Linked DNA regions of Zea mays: region 1 is linked to region 2. Evidence: chromatin contacts called from public Hi-C data. All regions are on one chromosome and are shown on one strand. The core of a region is the stretch at or near the end of the contact, and the rest is flanking DNA. Distances in the headings are between cores, read along the strand shown. Region 1 has its middle 17 kb from the start of LOC100281837. Region 2 holds the start of LOC100382223.

Region 1 (3,057 bases), core at 532-3,031, 130 kb after region 2:
AGTCAACTTAAATAGGCAAACTACATGTACACCTATTGAGAAGTTGGGAGAGGCTGAGGACATGCCACACGAGCGCGTATGCTGTCTCTATCGCTAAGCAGTGTCGTGCCAAGTGGGATGGGCTTGTTTTGCCACTTATGTCAGCTAATGATGGAGAGTAAATAACTAGTTGATTGGGGGTGTAGTGGACCTACAATGTATAAGGTAATAAGCATATTTTACGGTGAATACTCCATCTTCTTGGAACTCTTGCTATTACTTATCTTTCCTCCGTAGGAGCCTCACATGAACACATACGAGAATCACCTCTCTTCTCAATCGACTTGCATTTGAGCCTTCTTGCACCGATCTTATGTGCACTCGGAGCGTTGGGAGGCAAGCCTTAGAATTGCTATCTGTATCTACGACATCTGCTAGGGTGTGCAGGTTATCAAGTTTTTGGGAAGTGTTGCCACGACTGCTCGCTGGTAATCTCCTTTTTGTCATTGATTGGAGGATTGTTTTCTTTCTCTTCCTCTCGATGGACGTCTAAGGGATAACACTGCGAACAACTACCTACATCGACTATAGTATGCTACTTGCCTACTTTCACCAGCACATGTTGTGGACTCGCGTGAATGGAGCTACTTGCATGGGTCCCTTTCCTTCTCTAAAGTTATTGACTTCAGTACAGTTTCTGCTACGATCAATATAATTTTTATGTATATGTGTGTTATTATTGTAAGTAGTACTATTTGGCATGTATCTATCTAAATATATGTGTATCATCACAAATCTACTATGATATTCTTAATAAAATAAAATATAAAATATGTAAATTTTTGTTAGGGCATGCCTTGGAAGAGCCGGGGACCAGTGCTGCTTTTATCGGAGCATTGTTATGCTATGTTAGAGGGAGCTTAGGAAAGAGTTAATGATGGCTGCAGGGGCTAAACTACTTAGGAAGTAGTGTGTGCATATGCGCCCCCAGAAATTTATAAAACTAGTGATTTAGGCTAAACTTTTACTATATATATATAACACCTACAAATTGTTATTATGCATCCTCGAGACATGAGTACCCTCTTCTGATTTACTCTAGCTTCGTCACTGGCTGGCTGGATTTTACGATGGTCACAAAACTTATTTGTGGATTCCTGATCAAACTGTTGGCATCTGATCATGCATGAAACTTACAAAAGACTGCTCGTTGATCATGAATAAAACTTAAAAAAACTTGTGCTTCTCCTTTTTGCTGTTGATGTGATCTTCGTCTTCTTTCTCTTGCTCTTTGCTCTTCATAAACGTCCGAGGGACAATCTTCGTGGGTTCCTGATCAAACTACTAGCACCTGATTGTGCATGCATGAAACTTTGAATGGATACAACTATATCAGCAAGAGACATGTAAGCACTCATTGTTGTCAGCAACTGGCGCTAGCCAATGATGGTTTTTCGCCCAATCATGCTGCTGCGAAAAGCCCGAGCGGAAACATATGGAAAAGAAAAGGGAAAAAAAACTGCAACGTCTTTTTGTGCAATGAGCGAGAAGGAGGGAGGCTCATGGATTGCCGGAGGCGCAAGCAAAATCTTCTGGAAAATTCCGATGGCGAAGCGTCGGAAAATCCATTACGTTTTCGCTAAATGCGGCGATCACGTGAAGAAAGCTTCACAGCACGGGGAGGTGGGCCCGCACGAGACGTTGCCCCGCGGAACCAATCGCCTTCCCATCGAGTTGGTGTTGCCCCGACCCCACAGCCCTGATCCGGTACGCACAGAACACTAGTAGACCACCATGCCAAAGGACAATGTCCTGACCCTCCCGTTGACCCCTTCAAGCTGGCAACACGGCCACATGGGGAGCCACCGCACGGGATCGCCAGCTTTACGAAATGACGGCATCCGGTTCGTCAGCGGCACCCGCGCGTAATGACGCTTCTGCCCCTCCACCGGGTGTCGCGAGCCGACGCGTCCGCGTCAGGGCTCAGGCGTGCGGTGGGTCAAGATTCCCGGGGCCGGACGGACCCTGTGACTCAACGCTGCCGAGTCGCCCGCTCTTCACGCTAAATTACCAGACTGCCCATCTCTATCCTGTCGCAGCAAATCCAAAACCCAAATTTCCAGACCTGAAAGGAAAGCTTTGTCCATTTCTAGCGAAATGCTACTATATACGTACTGATTCTCCTAGGAACTCGTTACTTGCGGTACCATTGGCTCTTGGCATGAAAAATTCCCATTTCCAACAGGGAGCGAGTGTGCTTCGTGACAAATATGGTATTGTCAAATTTGTTTTAAATAATACTGACTTCGATCGTACCATCACTGCCACTGGAGTGGTCTTCTACCATTTCAATATTACTCTGTATATGGTAGCTTCCGACAAAAACAGTGTACAAACAGTATAAAGTGGTATAAATTAAAATTAAGCGAACAAGCTATACTAGTTTTTTTTTGGGAATAGGAGGTGCACAATGTCTATTGAGAAATGTATTGCATCGGGATATAGCTACATATATGACTGAAATCACAAAAAGTGTGGTGCAAGATTTTATGACATCCTATAGTTCTGCGACGGTGACTAATGGAAATATGTCCTACCGTTCAAAGTGTGTAAGATGCAGACATGCAGTTGAAAAATGACCCCTTTCTGAATCTTCCAAGAAGCAAAAGGGCGTGTGAATTCGATAAGCACAACATGCAGTTAAAGGACATGACACGGTGGATATAATTGACCTAAAATACAACGCATTATTAAAATCTCTACAAAAATTTAATAAACATGTGGTATAGTATGGTGGGTATACAGAGATTTTAGCAACATTTATTAAAAATAAAATCGTATGTTAAGGAGAAATTCGTTAATTAAGTTCAATAGTATTTGCCGTCATTTATTTGAGTTTTCTTTTAAATCGTATTATAATAATCTATCGTCGAATGCATTGCATTATAGGAAGAAGAGAGTAAACATCATGACGGGCATACGACATAACCTGTTGTTTTCCTTTCCTATTGAGAAGATCTTTGTGAGGTTGACGTTAGATAATGTACAAGGAAACATCTATAGTTATCAATTTTGAAA
Region 2 (3,300 bases), core at 182-2,681:
AGGTCGGTGCCTCGGACGGCCTGCGCGTGCAGAGCCCAAACTCTCACGCACACGCACCGACGCAGCGCCATCTCTCCTCTTTCATCCGAAACCCACGGAGACAGAGCACGGCAGCGTGTAGCAGTGTCAGTGTGTAAATAAATAAATAAATAAATAAATAAAAATAGACATACTTCTACGAAACTATAAAAGTTATTAGAGAGAAATTAAAAAAAACCAGAAAATGGCATATATGGGAGTGATGAGAGGAAATAAATTGGAAACTTCTCGGCCAGGACAAATGGGCCCCACGCACGCCGCACATTCTCGTAGCTACGTACTAGCTTTCCTTTCCTTTGCGGACACGCCCGTCCGCGCCCACCAGGCCCACTGGACTGCTGTCCATCACGGCTGTACAGTACTAGTACATGCACCTCTCGCCGGGCCCACAAGCGGCCCTCCTCCTCCTGTCCTGGCCTCCTCGGGCCAGGAGCCAAGTTGCTGCCGTCGCGTCGGTCGTCGACTCGTCGTGATCGCGGGCAGCGCAGTAGCTGCCGCGTCCTTGGGTCCGTGCCTGGGTGGCGGAAAACTCGTACGCGTACGGCCAAACAAGCTCGAAGAATCACCGGAGCCGGCCGCTGGCCAGATCCAATCCAACAAGAACCGGATGGACCGAGCTTCACGGCAATCGTTTCGAAATCCGGCCACGCGGCCGTGGCATGTTGTAACACTTGAACCAAAGCACGACGAGCCCGAACCGATTCCCGGTTGCAGTGAGGGGTATTACTTCGCCTTCGTTTCAAAATAATTGCCACAAAGACCATTCTTTCCTCAAGTTCCTGTGGCTGTTCCTGGCCACATTCACCCTGTGCAGTAGTACTCCTGCATGGATGCACAAGCACAAAGACCATTCTTTCCGATCGTGCACCGCCCACTTTTGTTGGTCAAAGCATCCAACATCCAGCACCATTGCAACACGATGAGGGGCGGATCAATGGCACTTTTGTGGTGTCAAATTCTGGACTGGATTGAGTGGTTCACTGTTTTCTGGTCTGGAACCGTTTCCGACTTGGAACCTTCAAGGCAACCGAACACGGGGACGCCACATCCTGGGGACGATATGGCCACCATGGTGACACCGTCGGCGATGGAAATTGAGGTCTTATTTACGTAGTGTAGTTTAAAGTAGAAAACGCTGTAGGCATTCCATGGAGAGGCGAAGCCTTATTGCTGCGTGCCAAGTTCGGGACGATGAAGAACGGGCTCCGGCGCTGCCAGCCTGCCACCATGGGCTCTCATTCGGGAGAAGACAGAAGAACGACTGTGGGTTGGAAAGGGCTGTAGCTGTAGTTGCCCTTGGCAGGAGGGGAGGAGTGGAGGACGCCAGCTGAGAAAAGCCGCACGACTTGGCACTTGCCCAGAGTCCACTCACCTCTATAAATTCGTGCCCACCCCGCTTCAGGTTCCATTCCTCATCACCAAGCCGAACCACAGAGCTCCCCCACACCCACAGCGGGGTGAAGCGAATCGCATCAAATTCGACCGAAGAATCGCGCCGCTCGGCCCGGCCACCATGAGCTTCTCGTCCATGAGCAAGCAGCAGGTGCTGGACGCCGGTGACGGGGAGGGGGAGGAGGTCATGGAGCTCATCCCGGGCCTGCCGGAGGAGGTGGCCGAGAAGTGCCTCCTCCACCTGCCCTTCCTCTACCACCGCCTCTTCCGCACCGTCTCCTCCACCTGGAACCGCTTCCTCACGGACGCCCTGGCCAAGCCACTGCTGTTCCCTCACGCGGCGGGGGCGGGGACCGCGGCCACGGGGTCGGTGCCCTTCCTCTTCGCCCTCGCCTTTGACCCCATGTCGCGGCGCCTCCAGTGCCAGGCGCTCGACCGTTTCTCGAGGAAGTGGCTCCTGCTCCCGCCGGTGCCCGGCGGCGCCGCGGCCGGGTCGTTCGCGGTGGTGGGGCTCCCCCGCCGCGGCCAGATCTACGTGATTGGGGGCGTCGAGGAGGGCGGCGACAAGGCCGTGACGAGCGTGGCGGTGTACAGCGCCGCGCGGAACGGGTGGGAGGAGGCGGCGGCGATGCGGACGCCCCGCGGGTACATGGCGGCCGGGGAGGTGGGAGGGCGGGTGGTGGTGGCCGGGGAGGACGGCGAGGCGGAGGTCTTCGACCCGGAGGCCGGGCGGTGGTCGCCGGCCGCGCCGCGCCGCGGCGCCGCCGTGGCGCGGTACGACGCGGCGGCGGCGGGCGGGAAGCTGTACGTGACGGAGGGTTGGGCGTGGCCGTTCGAGCGCGCGCCGCGCGGCGCCGTGTACGACGCCGCCGCGGACTCGTGGTGCGAGATGGCGCGCGGGATGCGGGAGGGGTGGACGGGCTCCTGCGCCGTCGCCGGCGGCCGGATGTATATCGTGGCGGAGTACGGGGAGTGGCGGCTGAAGCGGTACGACGAGGCCCGGGACGAGTGGCGGATGGTGGCCGGCACCGGGGTGCCCCCCGAGGTGCGCCGGCCGCACGTGGTCGCTGGCGAGCTCGGGGAGGTCGCTGGCGGGAGGCGGAGGATATACGTCGTCGGCGCCGGGCTCGACGTCGCCGTGGGCACGGTTTCTGCCGCCGCATCCGCCGCCGCCGCGGTACCCGGCGTCGAGGACGAAGTGGTGGAGTGGGAGGTGGTCAAGGGCTCCGCCGAGTTCGCCGGGATGGCGCCCTGCAACGCGCAGGTCCTATACGCTTGAGGCGCCGCCGGACCCCGCCTTCGGGTAGAACGTCCGCAAACCGATGGTTCGGTACCAGTCGGCGCACCCACAGGGGTCCACCAGCCCCGTGCCGCATCACGTCGCCGGCGAAGCGCATACCTAGCCCACATGTCAGTGGAACGCGACGGCTCCCGCTCCATCGTCTCGCCGGCAGGAGCGAGTGGCTTGCTGTTCCTGTTCCTGCTAGGAGAGAAGTATATAGATGACCCAGAAGAAACCAGATGCGCAAACGCAGCTGCACAGGCTCGCAAGTCGCAACGTGGTGGTCTGGTGGACGAGTGTGTGAACCGTGAGCGAGCATTGATGGCACTAGAGAAAGGCTGAAAAATCTTTTCTTCCATGTGGGGCCGAGGAAGTGTGCAAGCAGTAGAACTTATTTTTCTTTTCAGGCTTTTTTTTACCTGTGTATATTGGATTTTGGTAAAGACTTTATTTGCGTTCGTCGCAATGCACAAACATCCGGATCGAACCGTACATCTAAAATCGTAGAGCTGAGGCCAATGTTCCTACCTTATGTTCAGTGTACTTTGGAGAGGATTCCTTCTGCTACGATCCTTATGGACTAGTTT

Evidence for each region. Hi-C and Micro-C count contacts between places; a contact is called where the count stands out from the background.
Region 1: a contact with region 2 is called in a Hi-C map of endosperm, with 2.5 times the contacts expected there. The contact joins the enhancer-like site here to the promoter of LOC100382223 in region 2. A contact is called at or near these places in 2 of 25 Hi-C or Micro-C datasets (endosperm and leaf).

The regions. Positions count from the first base shown.
Region 1 is chr9:112,867,095-112,870,151 of Zm-B73-REFERENCE-NAM-5.0, forward strand. No RefSeq gene overlaps it. Among protein-coding and RNA genes, the nearest start is that of LOC100281837, 17 kb to the right of the region's middle. Within about 2 kb of position 1,782, at least 19 of the 20 cell types and tissues checked have an H3K27ac peak or open chromatin away from gene starts, as enhancers often do. A contact at or near this core is called in endosperm and leaf, where this site is marked.
Region 2 is chr9:112,741,074-112,744,373 of Zm-B73-REFERENCE-NAM-5.0, forward strand. It overlaps LOC100382223, which reads left to right and starts at 1,432. Exons shown (of 1, transcript NM_001174979.1): 1 at 1,432-3,184. The coding sequence starts at 1,553. The coding sequence ends at 2,710.